3 separate regions of the Hordeum vulgare genome follow, and all the other regions are linked to region 3. Evidence: chromatin contacts called from public Hi-C data. All regions are on one chromosome and are shown on one strand. The core of a region is the stretch at or near the end of the contact, and the rest is flanking DNA. Distances in the headings are between cores, read along the strand shown. Region 1 has its middle 27 kb from the start of LOC123445821. Region 2 holds the start of LOC123442916 (transcription factor MYBS3-like). Region 3 holds the start of LOC123442915 (2-oxoglutarate-Fe(II) type oxidoreductase hxnY).

Region 1 (3,099 bases), core at 542-3,041, 140 kb before region 3:
AAAAGCAAAACCGTGCCTCTTGCGGAAACAAAACCGTACCGTCCGTGAAAGAAAAAAACAAAAAACATATCTCTCGCAAACGGAAAAAAAAACAAAAAAAAACACATTTTTTCTGTTTTCGAGAGGCATGCCCGTGCCTCTGGTGAATTCAAGCCGTACCTCTCGCGGAAGTAAAACCGTGCCTTTCGCAAAATAAAAAAAAATATGTTATTTTTTCCGTTTCTGAGAACCATGGTCGTGACTCTCGCGAAATTAATACGTGCCTTTCACGAGAGCAAAATTGTGGCTCTCAAGGAAGGAAAAAACGCGATTTTGTTTTTGTTTTCGAGAGACACGGGCAGACGTAGTAAATCCATGCCTCTCATGCAAGAGAAAACCGTGCCTTTCAAGAAAGAAAATAATCGTCCAAACGCTAAGAAATACCAGTGGAAAACTGAAACAAAAAAACATGAGAAAACCCTCCTAAAGAGCAAAAAACACGTGCACAGATATAAAAAATAAATTCAAACGGAATGCTTAGAACATGACACGAGATGGTGGCTGAGGCGCCAACTGGCGATGCGTGGGAGTGATCGTTGGAAGGCTCCCGAAGGAGCGCTCGCCAATTAATTGCCCTCTAGTGTATTTGTTCACTTCTTTTGGTTTTTTATTTTCTTTATATGGTTTTTTATTATTTTTTCTTCTATTTTTCATTTTATTTTTCAAGATAATTTTATATTTTTTGAACTAAGTTCATATCCAAAAACTTTTCTGCAATTTCAAAAAATGTTATTGCTTTTAAAAAATGTTCCAATTTTTTTTTAAATCGTTTTGAAAAAATGTTTTAGATTTTCAGAAAACTTTCTTGTTTTTTTGTAAAATGTTACAACTTATTTTTTCAAAATTGAGAAAATATTCTAGCGATAAAAATATATTCCTATTTTCAAAAATTGTTTGCAAATATTAGAAATTGATCACGTTTTTATTTTTTTCTAAAGATAAAAATATACAATAGCTTCAGAACGGGGACAAGGTTTTAAATTCAGAACAAATTTTTTAAAGTGGGTACAATTGGAAAATCCTGAAATTGTTTCGACATGAGAACATTTTATATATAGGTGAACAAAATATTGAAACCGAAACTTTGTTCTAAAGTTCCGAACATTTTTCGAAAACATGATTTTATTGATGTATTTATATATTTTTTTATAGAAAATTACCTTTGATTAGGTGAAAAAAATGTGAAAACAAGAACATTTTTTGAAAATTGTGAACAATTTATAAAACAGGAAAAAGTTGAAATCCCTGTAATTATTTGAACTTTTCAAAAAATTCAAAAAAAAAACTTCTGAGCAATTTTGTAAAAATGAGAATATTTTTTGAAATTTCCTAATTTGTTTTTCGAAAATGCAAACATCATTTTAATTTATAACATTTTTTGAAAACAATAACATTACTGAGAATTTGAACATTTGTTTAAAAGAACGAATATTTTTTATGTTTCCATACAATTTTCAAAACATGAAATTTACAAAATAAATTAAAATATAGCTGAAAAGAAAAATAAAAAGAGATTTTTGAGCAATTTTTGAAGCGGGGATATTTTTTGAAACATTTACATTTTAACAATTTTTAACACGGGCACATTTTTTGAAGTTCCACATAATATTTAAATAACCTTCCCAACAAGTTTTGAAAATCCAAACAAAATTTTCAAAAAGGGAAATATACACATTTTCACAGAGGGGCGACCACCGTATCGCTGCTCGATTGCTCGCGTGTGCGAAGCGCCGGCAGTTCGACGTAATAAGCGGCAAATAGAGAATTCCAGGGCGAGATACCTCTTTCGCGTACACGCTATGGTACATAGGCCTCATCCCAGTAAAAGGATTTCTTTCGTTGTGTCCCAGAGAAAAACTAGTTGGCGAACATTTCTTCGAGAGCCTCCCAACGATCACTTCCATGTTCCGTTATGTGACGCATTCTCAGCCACCGCCACGTGTTGCGTCCTAAGTGTTTTCCTCTGTTTTTTTTTATTTTGTTCACACATGTTTTCTGTTTTTAAGGTGGATTTTTATGGGGGTTTTTTGGTGTTCTGGTTTTTCATCATTTTTCTTAGCTTTTGGACGAAAAAAAATCAAAAACCTTTTTGACGCAAAAAAAACGTGATTTTTTTTCCAATGCTCAAAAAGCATGGTTTTTTCCTTCGCGAGAGGCACAATCTTAATTTTGCAAGAAGCATGATCGCACTTCTCGAAAATGGAAAAAAATATTTTTTATATTTTTCTTGAGAGACACGGATTTGCTATCGCGAGAGGCACGACCATGCTACTAAAAAAAATCTTTTTCTATGTTTTCTTCGTGTGAGGCACGTCCGTGCCTCTCAGAAATGAAAACACCTATTTTTTGTTTTTATTCGTGAGAGGCATGATTTTTCTTTCGCGAGAGACACGAATTTGTTTTCGCGAATGCCTCTCAAAAATGAAAGAAAACTTGTTCTATGTTTTTAATTATTTCGTGTGAGACACGGTTTTGCTTCTACAGAGGCATTTTCGTGCCTCCCGAAAACGAAAAAAATGTGCTTTCCTTTTATTTTCCTTCCGCAGGAGGCATAATTTTTCGTCTTTTTTTTATTAAAAAAGTATGTTAAAACCTATCAACAAATGATCTAGTCTTGAAAATCTCGATCAAAATAATTCAACGATGAAAACTGCTTAAGATTTGGATGCATGGTTTAAAAGATAAAGCATTTTAAAAATAACGGATTTATAAAAAAAAACTTCCAGGTTGTGACAAGTGGTACACATTAGTGTATCACTTATTATGTGCCACTTATCTCATCCTGGAAAGATGGGAATGATTTTCAAAAAAAATATTCCTCAATTAGTGATTTTGTGCATCCAACGCTGCCTCGTACTAGGCCGGAATGCTATATCTCGTTTACTGCGAGTATAGCATTCCTCTAGCCTGAACACGGATGTCGCGCCTGCCCATTAGCATAGGTCGTTCGCTCGCTTCGTTAGCTCAGATCACTCGCCTTGCTCTGTGGACATACTGCCTGGTCTGTTTCTGTTTTTTTTTTTCGGTTCTCTATTGTTTCTTCATTGGGTTTCTTTGATT
Region 2 (3,176 bases), core at 423-2,922, 200 kb before region 3:
TTTGAGTTTGAGGTGACATAATTTACTTAGTTTATAACCATTAGCACAGAAGACTTAACAGCAAAATACAATAGTACAAAAGGGGAAGAAAAGATGACATCTGACAGACCTATACCTTAGTGTATAAGTAAGCAACTAAAAGGGCACTTGGCTCCTACAGTCCCTTTGAAGCCAAGTGCCAATAATAAAGTACCCCAGGGCGGGAGTACAATCATACAATAGAATAGCATATCACTGCAAACATCTAGGACTGGTCAAACCAGCTGGAAATTAATATGGCTAGATTCTTTTAGGATCAGGTGATTAAATAAAGGTCAAAGAGACATCAGGGCGGGACTTGTGGGGCTCTTTTATTCGTGGCCAGTCACTGTCGCCCCGCAATGTGATCTACAGAGGCCTTGTGATGCACATGTGGAGGTAAGTTATTAATCAGGTGAGAAAAGATGTGGAGGTAAGTTGATTTGTGTCGGCCATTCTGGACGGTTCATAAATATCGCATGGAAACAATGGTATCAGCGGACAAATTCTGAGCATGTGTTCAAACTATTGACATCCATTCAAAAATAATTTGCTTATGTAGGAAGAACAAAAAATAGAGAATTTTTGGAGCGCTTGTTGGTTTCTTCAATGGAACTGGGACTTCGCGCGCTTTGATGTTTACTCTATTATTTAAAGGAGATTTGCTTATCATTAGTATGGCATCTTGGTTGCATATGAATCTTCAGAGAAGCGAAAGTATACGAGGAACTAAAAAGAAGAAGGGTAAACTATACGATTCACCTAAAAAATTATGTTTTCTATAGTACACAAGATGCGGTACCTGAAACAATATAGTACATAATTTGGAGCAAACTAACTAAATAATTAGAGATTAAAAACACTAAATAATTAGGGGAGACGACAAGCTCTTTCCTCTACTAACTGGAGGTTTTATTTTATTCATCATACCGCTAAGGCTAAGCGCTGCATGAGGCGCCGCGGTAGGTAGATGCACCTGAAGGCGATGAGTTAACCAGAAGCAAACAGATGCGCCAATGGCAGGAAACCAAGACGCCATTTTCCTAGCTCGCTCACGGAGGTAATTCAAGGAGAAGAGCGTTTAAAGAGTGGTGAATGTTCTACAGCATTTCACTCATTCAAGCAGAGGAGATCGTAATCAAGATACGAGCAAGCAAGCCATTGACGGAAGATCTTAGCAGTACCTTTCTTGCGCTCGGCACGGCCATTGGTCGAGCAGGAGGCGTGCATGGGGTCGTCGGAGACATACCCCGGCGCGCCCTCGCCCCCTCCCCTGGCGACCCCGCCGGGCCCCGGCCCCGCGGCCGGGGACGAGCCCCCGGACCCGCCGCCCCCGAGCGACGACGCGATGCAGCTCATGCTCGCGCTCTTCTTCATCGCGGCCACCGGCGGCGACGTGAGGTGCACGCCGAAGAGCCTGACGCCGCCGCCGGAGCGGGCGGGGCAGGTCCGCGCGTTGTGGCCGTTGTTGCTGCAGTGCGAGCACCGCCTCGTCATCCCCACCGCCGGCGACCGCGCCGCTGTGCGTGTTCGTGCGTGCGTGCGTGCGTACGAGGAGCGCTGGGGGCCAAAGGAAGCGTGCCGCCAGATGTGTCGCCGTGCGCGCTCAGTTCCTTCCTTCTCTCCGGAGAGAGAGGGAGAGGTGGCGATATTTCTGGGTATTTATTGAGAGAGAGGTTGAGGCTTGGGACGAAATGACAAGAACGGCCATCCTTTTTTAACGGATGGATGGCGGTAAACTCCACTTGTACACAACCACTCCGCCCTGCGGCGGTATCCGAGGAGCTCGCGTGTGCTTTTTCTCTATCTTTAGAGCATGGTTAATAGTATAGCCAACTGCTGGCTATAAGCCATCTTATAGCCCACCTTATAGCTAGCTTGTACAATAGTTAGCTATAAAAGAGTATTACTTTTATCATATATGACCCACCTTTCATTCTCACAAAACACCTAGGAGCACGTGCTAGAGCTAGCTCTTCACGAAGAGCCCGCTTCCCTTCTCTCTCCTCTTCTCTATCATACAACTCGGCAAAAATATAGTATTTTAATCCTTACAGTCTGCTGAGTGTACCTTATTGTACTTGCTCTTATCGTAACTTGCTAAAAGGCGACCAATGTTTATTTTAAGCTTACGCACACTCACTCGGTGCAAACTATATGGACGTGTTTGGTGGCCCACGTACATTTAATTAGATCGAGTTAGGTCAAAAAGAACATGTTTGATTTCATACAGGATGGGCTGGTTCTCATTGACAGTAAACTTAAAGCAGCTTTGAGCATGACTCACTGAAAATCCTCGAATCGACAGTTTCAACAAGTCACACTGAGCATGGCGTAAAGGGGACGCAGCTCGCATGCTCGGGAGCAATCCGAAATCGAGTGGGGATGGCGGGAAATGGAAATCGGCCGCGGCATGACGACGCCAAATCTAGCCTCGCCCCTCCCCCCTCCCCCTCCCCCAATTTACTCTGTCACCACTACCTCCAGGACACACACTTCCTCTAGCCTCATCACCGACAACGGCGGCGACTCATATCTGCGCAAGATGATGCGTCGGAGGCGGCAGACACAGATGGAGACTCTCCCGCAACAGGAGTTGTTGCTCCCCTCCCTGTTGGCCACCGCGGTCGTCCTTGACTCAACTATGCCCCCCCCCCGTCCCTTCGTCGTCGTCTTCTGCGATGTCGGTAAGCAACACCCCCTCCCCCCTATGTTAGGCCATTAGGCAAGGTGTAGGATTGCTTTCCTCATTGCTCAACACACCATCGATGTCGACTAGGTTATGGACGCACACATGAAGCTGGTAGTTCATGTTGCAGCACTAATAGTTGTGTTTAAGGCATGGATCATGTTCATGCACAAGAGAGTTGTTCGTCGTGGTGAGAGGCATGTTATCACTTATGATCCAATGCGTATTCGCATCAGGAGAGGATGACGAATATGAACTATATCTGCAACTGCAACGATACATAGGCTCTGTGGATGGTAAGAATGAAATGAGCACCATTTGCCAGGCTTGTCGAGACATTCAGGAGCATGGGGATGCTACAAGATAGCACCCACACCAGTGTGGAAGAGCAAGTGGACATGTTCCTCCATGTTGTTGGTCATAACTAGAGGTTCATGGTTATGCACAACACCTTCAGGAGATCAATGGA
Region 3 (3,231 bases), core at 571-3,070:
TATAGCAATTTTGATCCTTGCTCTCCTAAACCTAGGTTCTCAATGTTATACAGTAAATCATATACATTAAATCCCTTTGTTTGCATCAGTGCAACTATGTTAAGATAAGTAACATCTGAAGTGTTGAGCTTCCTAACCAAAGCTTCTTGAGCATCAAAATGGATCCTAACCTCCCAAATGTCTTCATTTAAACTAGAAACCCAAGAAATATCAAAGTTTAGTATCACAGAAAATTAAAGAATTTAAAGGTTGGCCTACTACACAATTTTAGGTAATAATACCATATGCAAAACAAAGGAAAATGCTAGTATTGAGTACCCTAACTCACATTATGGCTTGACAGAACACAAGCATTAAATTTTAAAATTATGTTCACACTAAACAATTTCATTTAACTATAAGTATGTTCATAGTTAAGAAATTTTGTTAATAATTTCAATAAACCTAATTTTAGTTAACCTAGTTAGTAAAAAATTAGTTAATCAGCCCTAGGCCTAATGCACAATTTAGGATCACAAAACATAATTTCGAAAGCCTAATTGGAATGACAAACCCTAATCCCCTATTTAAAATCAGAAAAGAGGGGAAGATTAGGAACACTTACAGTACACGCCGATTCCATGTGTCCAATCTTGGCTGCAGCTAGGGTTCGCCATCCGCAACCGCTGCTCGTCGACAGCGCCGGCTTCGAAAAATCGTCGTCGTCGGTCGTGTACACAGAGTTGGAGTCGTCATCGTCGCCACCGCCGTCGATTCCCCCTGATGCACCATAACCGAAGCGGGAGGTCTTCGTCGCCGCAGTGTGCCACAGTCGCTGACGCCATGGCCGTCACGTGTCGGAGTCGCGGACGCCATTGCCTATCGGGAGAGATAAGGTTTGAGGGGAGAGGTGCGGGTGCGAGGGGGCTAGACGAAACGGTTCGACCGAACCTGGCTAAGAGTGACCGGGCCGGACTCGTCCTCGTCAGTGCGAGGGCACGCGCCGATACGCCAGCGTGGCACCTGACTGCCGGGCCTAATCGGTCAAAAAGGGCGTCAATACATATAAACAACGAGTTTAGCGTTTTTTGCAACAGGCTGTCCCAAAGTTGGTACTGACATATGAAGATTACAAGTATTGGTACCAATCTACACGTATTGTCCCATTTTTGATACCTCCATGCAATTAACTGAATTTATTCTGGTCCTTCCGGTAATGTGCATTCAGCGAGAGAAGACGTTTCCGTTAACTACAACGGCGTATGTACTGAATTCGTTAATTTTAAGATAATATATCGACTTGGCCGCTCAAATATCTTATACAATAGAATGTGCGTGTATGCGTTTATAAAAAATGAGTGTACATGAAAAATATCAAGTGTTCCCATCCTTGAGATGCTTCATGTTTATAGAAAATGAGCGTACATGGAAAATATCAGGTGTTTCCATCCTTGATATGCTCCCTATGCTTCAATCAATTTTAATTGTTTCCAAAATTCTGGAAAAAAAAATGTAAATATACATTGAGAAACCAAAAGGACAAATTCAGATGTGAATATTGTCAAGGCGAACACGAAGATGATTGCCGACTCTTTTGTGATTCTCTTTGACCCGTCCTCTTCGATCGAGCGAAGGAAAGACCAGGGAAAATTCCCTTCCATCAAACGCGACCCATCCGTCCACTCGACGAGGCGATTAGATTCGGATGACATCAATGAGTCAGCATCAGCATCAGCATCAGCATCAGCAAAAGCATATAAAGTGCTCAAATGAAAAACAAATAGTTGTCCATACAAAAGGAATCGCATTGTTTTTTTCTTGGCCCTCCGCAGCCACCAAGAGAAAGGTGGCCTCGCTTTTTTTGCCCTGGCAAACCTTCTTCCAAATTCCACCAACCTCCAGCCTCCGCCCTATAAATCGCCCCGCCGGCGCCAATTCGGCGACCCACCGAGCCAGCCACCTCTGACCCTGGGCGCATCCAAACAAAGGAGGGAGTCGCGCCCAGTCTACGCTAGCGGCCGATCACATCACCAGCTGCAGGCAGGGGATTAATTAAGCGGTGGGGGCGGGGAAAGCGCGGCGGCGGCGGCGGCATGGAGAGCTCGACATCGAGGACGAGACTGAATTGCATCAGCCTGGCGGACCCCGACACCCAGAGATCGGTCGCGCTCCTCAAGCAGGTTCGTTTCTTGATTTAGCCGCGGGGAATTTTGGTCCCTGGGCGGCGCATCAACGGCGGAAAGCTTGTTAGAGTAGCTTTCTTTCCCCAGATTCTCCCGAAAGTCGGCCACGGCTCGATCATGTGCCACCTTTTTGGGGCTATTAGCTGTATATATGCATAGTTTATTTCATACAGCATGTTCGTCAAAAAAGAGAGAGAGAGAGAGAGAGAGAAAACAGAAGAGGAAAGAGGTAGGAATCTGCTTGTTCACAAGGCAGGCTAGCGAGGTTGGGTTGCAGTCAATATAGAAGAGGAAGACAGAAGTGGTTAGCAAAAAAGTTCAGCAAAAGCAATGAGCCTGGCCTCTCTGCTTTTTTTCGGTAGTGTTGGTTATTGTTTATTGAACACAATAGCAGTATTGAATTGTACTCGTCATATTTCAGTTGTTGCTCTGACCTCGTTTACATGATCTATGTTTGAGCATTCTGCTTTCGGAGACCAAGGCTTGTCAATGGGAAGTGACCTAGAGTGACCTGCCATCTCTTACAGTTTGTTAAGATTTGTTGTGTTTCAAGAAAAGTCCAATTTTGTCCCCAAGGACGTGGACGGCATTTAAATTTCTATTTATTAGTTAGAGTCTTGAAATGTGCAGGGGCAAGGCTTGCCTCGTATACTCCTTCCCCAGACCCCCACCCTGCTGGTGTGGGAGCTTCTAGCACTGGGTCTGTCCTTTTAGGTGGAGTCTTAGAAATACATGTAAAAACGATTTGCAGTAGCGTGCATTTTCAAATAGTATCCTGATTATGCCAGGCTTGTCCTCTTGCATATAAAAAATGCATATATTCTGAAAAGGGACATGTGTGCCTGTTACAGTAAGACATCAGTCGTTATTACTGAACTCCTACTATCATCATCCCTGTTCTAGAAGTAGATAGCCAAAGTAACCCATGCAGTAAGGATTTCATTTTGGGAATAATAATTTTCTACTTGAGCTATGAACTACTTTCCAATACCATTATATATGTGCCATGTTTTCCTGTCACTTACTCTCTTAAATAACTATAGTTCACCATCGTCTAAAATTTCATTCA

Evidence for each region. A called contact is a pair of places that touch in the nucleus more often than the background predicts.
Region 1: a contact with region 3 is called in a Hi-C map of leaf, with 6 times the contacts expected there. The contact joins the enhancer-like site here to the promoter of LOC123442915 in region 3. A contact is called at or near these places in 6 of 6 Hi-C or Micro-C datasets (leaf, seedling and an unstated tissue) and 1 of 1 datasets of contacts at active chromatin or transcription factors (embryo).
Region 2: a contact with region 3 is called in a Hi-C map of seedling, with 2.4 times the contacts expected there. The contact joins the promoter of LOC123442916 here to the promoter of LOC123442915 in region 3. A contact is called at or near these places in 2 of 6 Hi-C or Micro-C datasets (leaf and seedling).

Annotation. Positions count from the first base shown.
Region 1 is chr3H:47,901,328-47,904,426 of MorexV3_pseudomolecules_assembly, reverse strand. No RefSeq gene overlaps it. Among protein-coding and RNA genes, the nearest start is that of LOC123445821, 27 kb to the left of the region's middle. Within about 2 kb of position 1,791, at least 1 of the 3 cell types and tissues checked has open chromatin away from gene starts, as enhancers often do.
Region 2 is chr3H:47,960,855-47,964,030 of MorexV3_pseudomolecules_assembly, reverse strand. It overlaps LOC123442916 (transcription factor MYBS3-like), which reads right to left and starts at 1,672. Exons shown (of 3, transcript XM_045119100.1): 1 at 1,203-1,672. The coding sequence starts at 1,515.
Region 3 is chr3H:47,762,578-47,765,808 of MorexV3_pseudomolecules_assembly, reverse strand. It overlaps LOC123442915 (2-oxoglutarate-Fe(II) type oxidoreductase hxnY), which reads left to right and starts at 1,820. Exons shown (of 11, transcript XM_045119096.1): 1 at 1,820-2,159. The coding sequence starts at 2,073.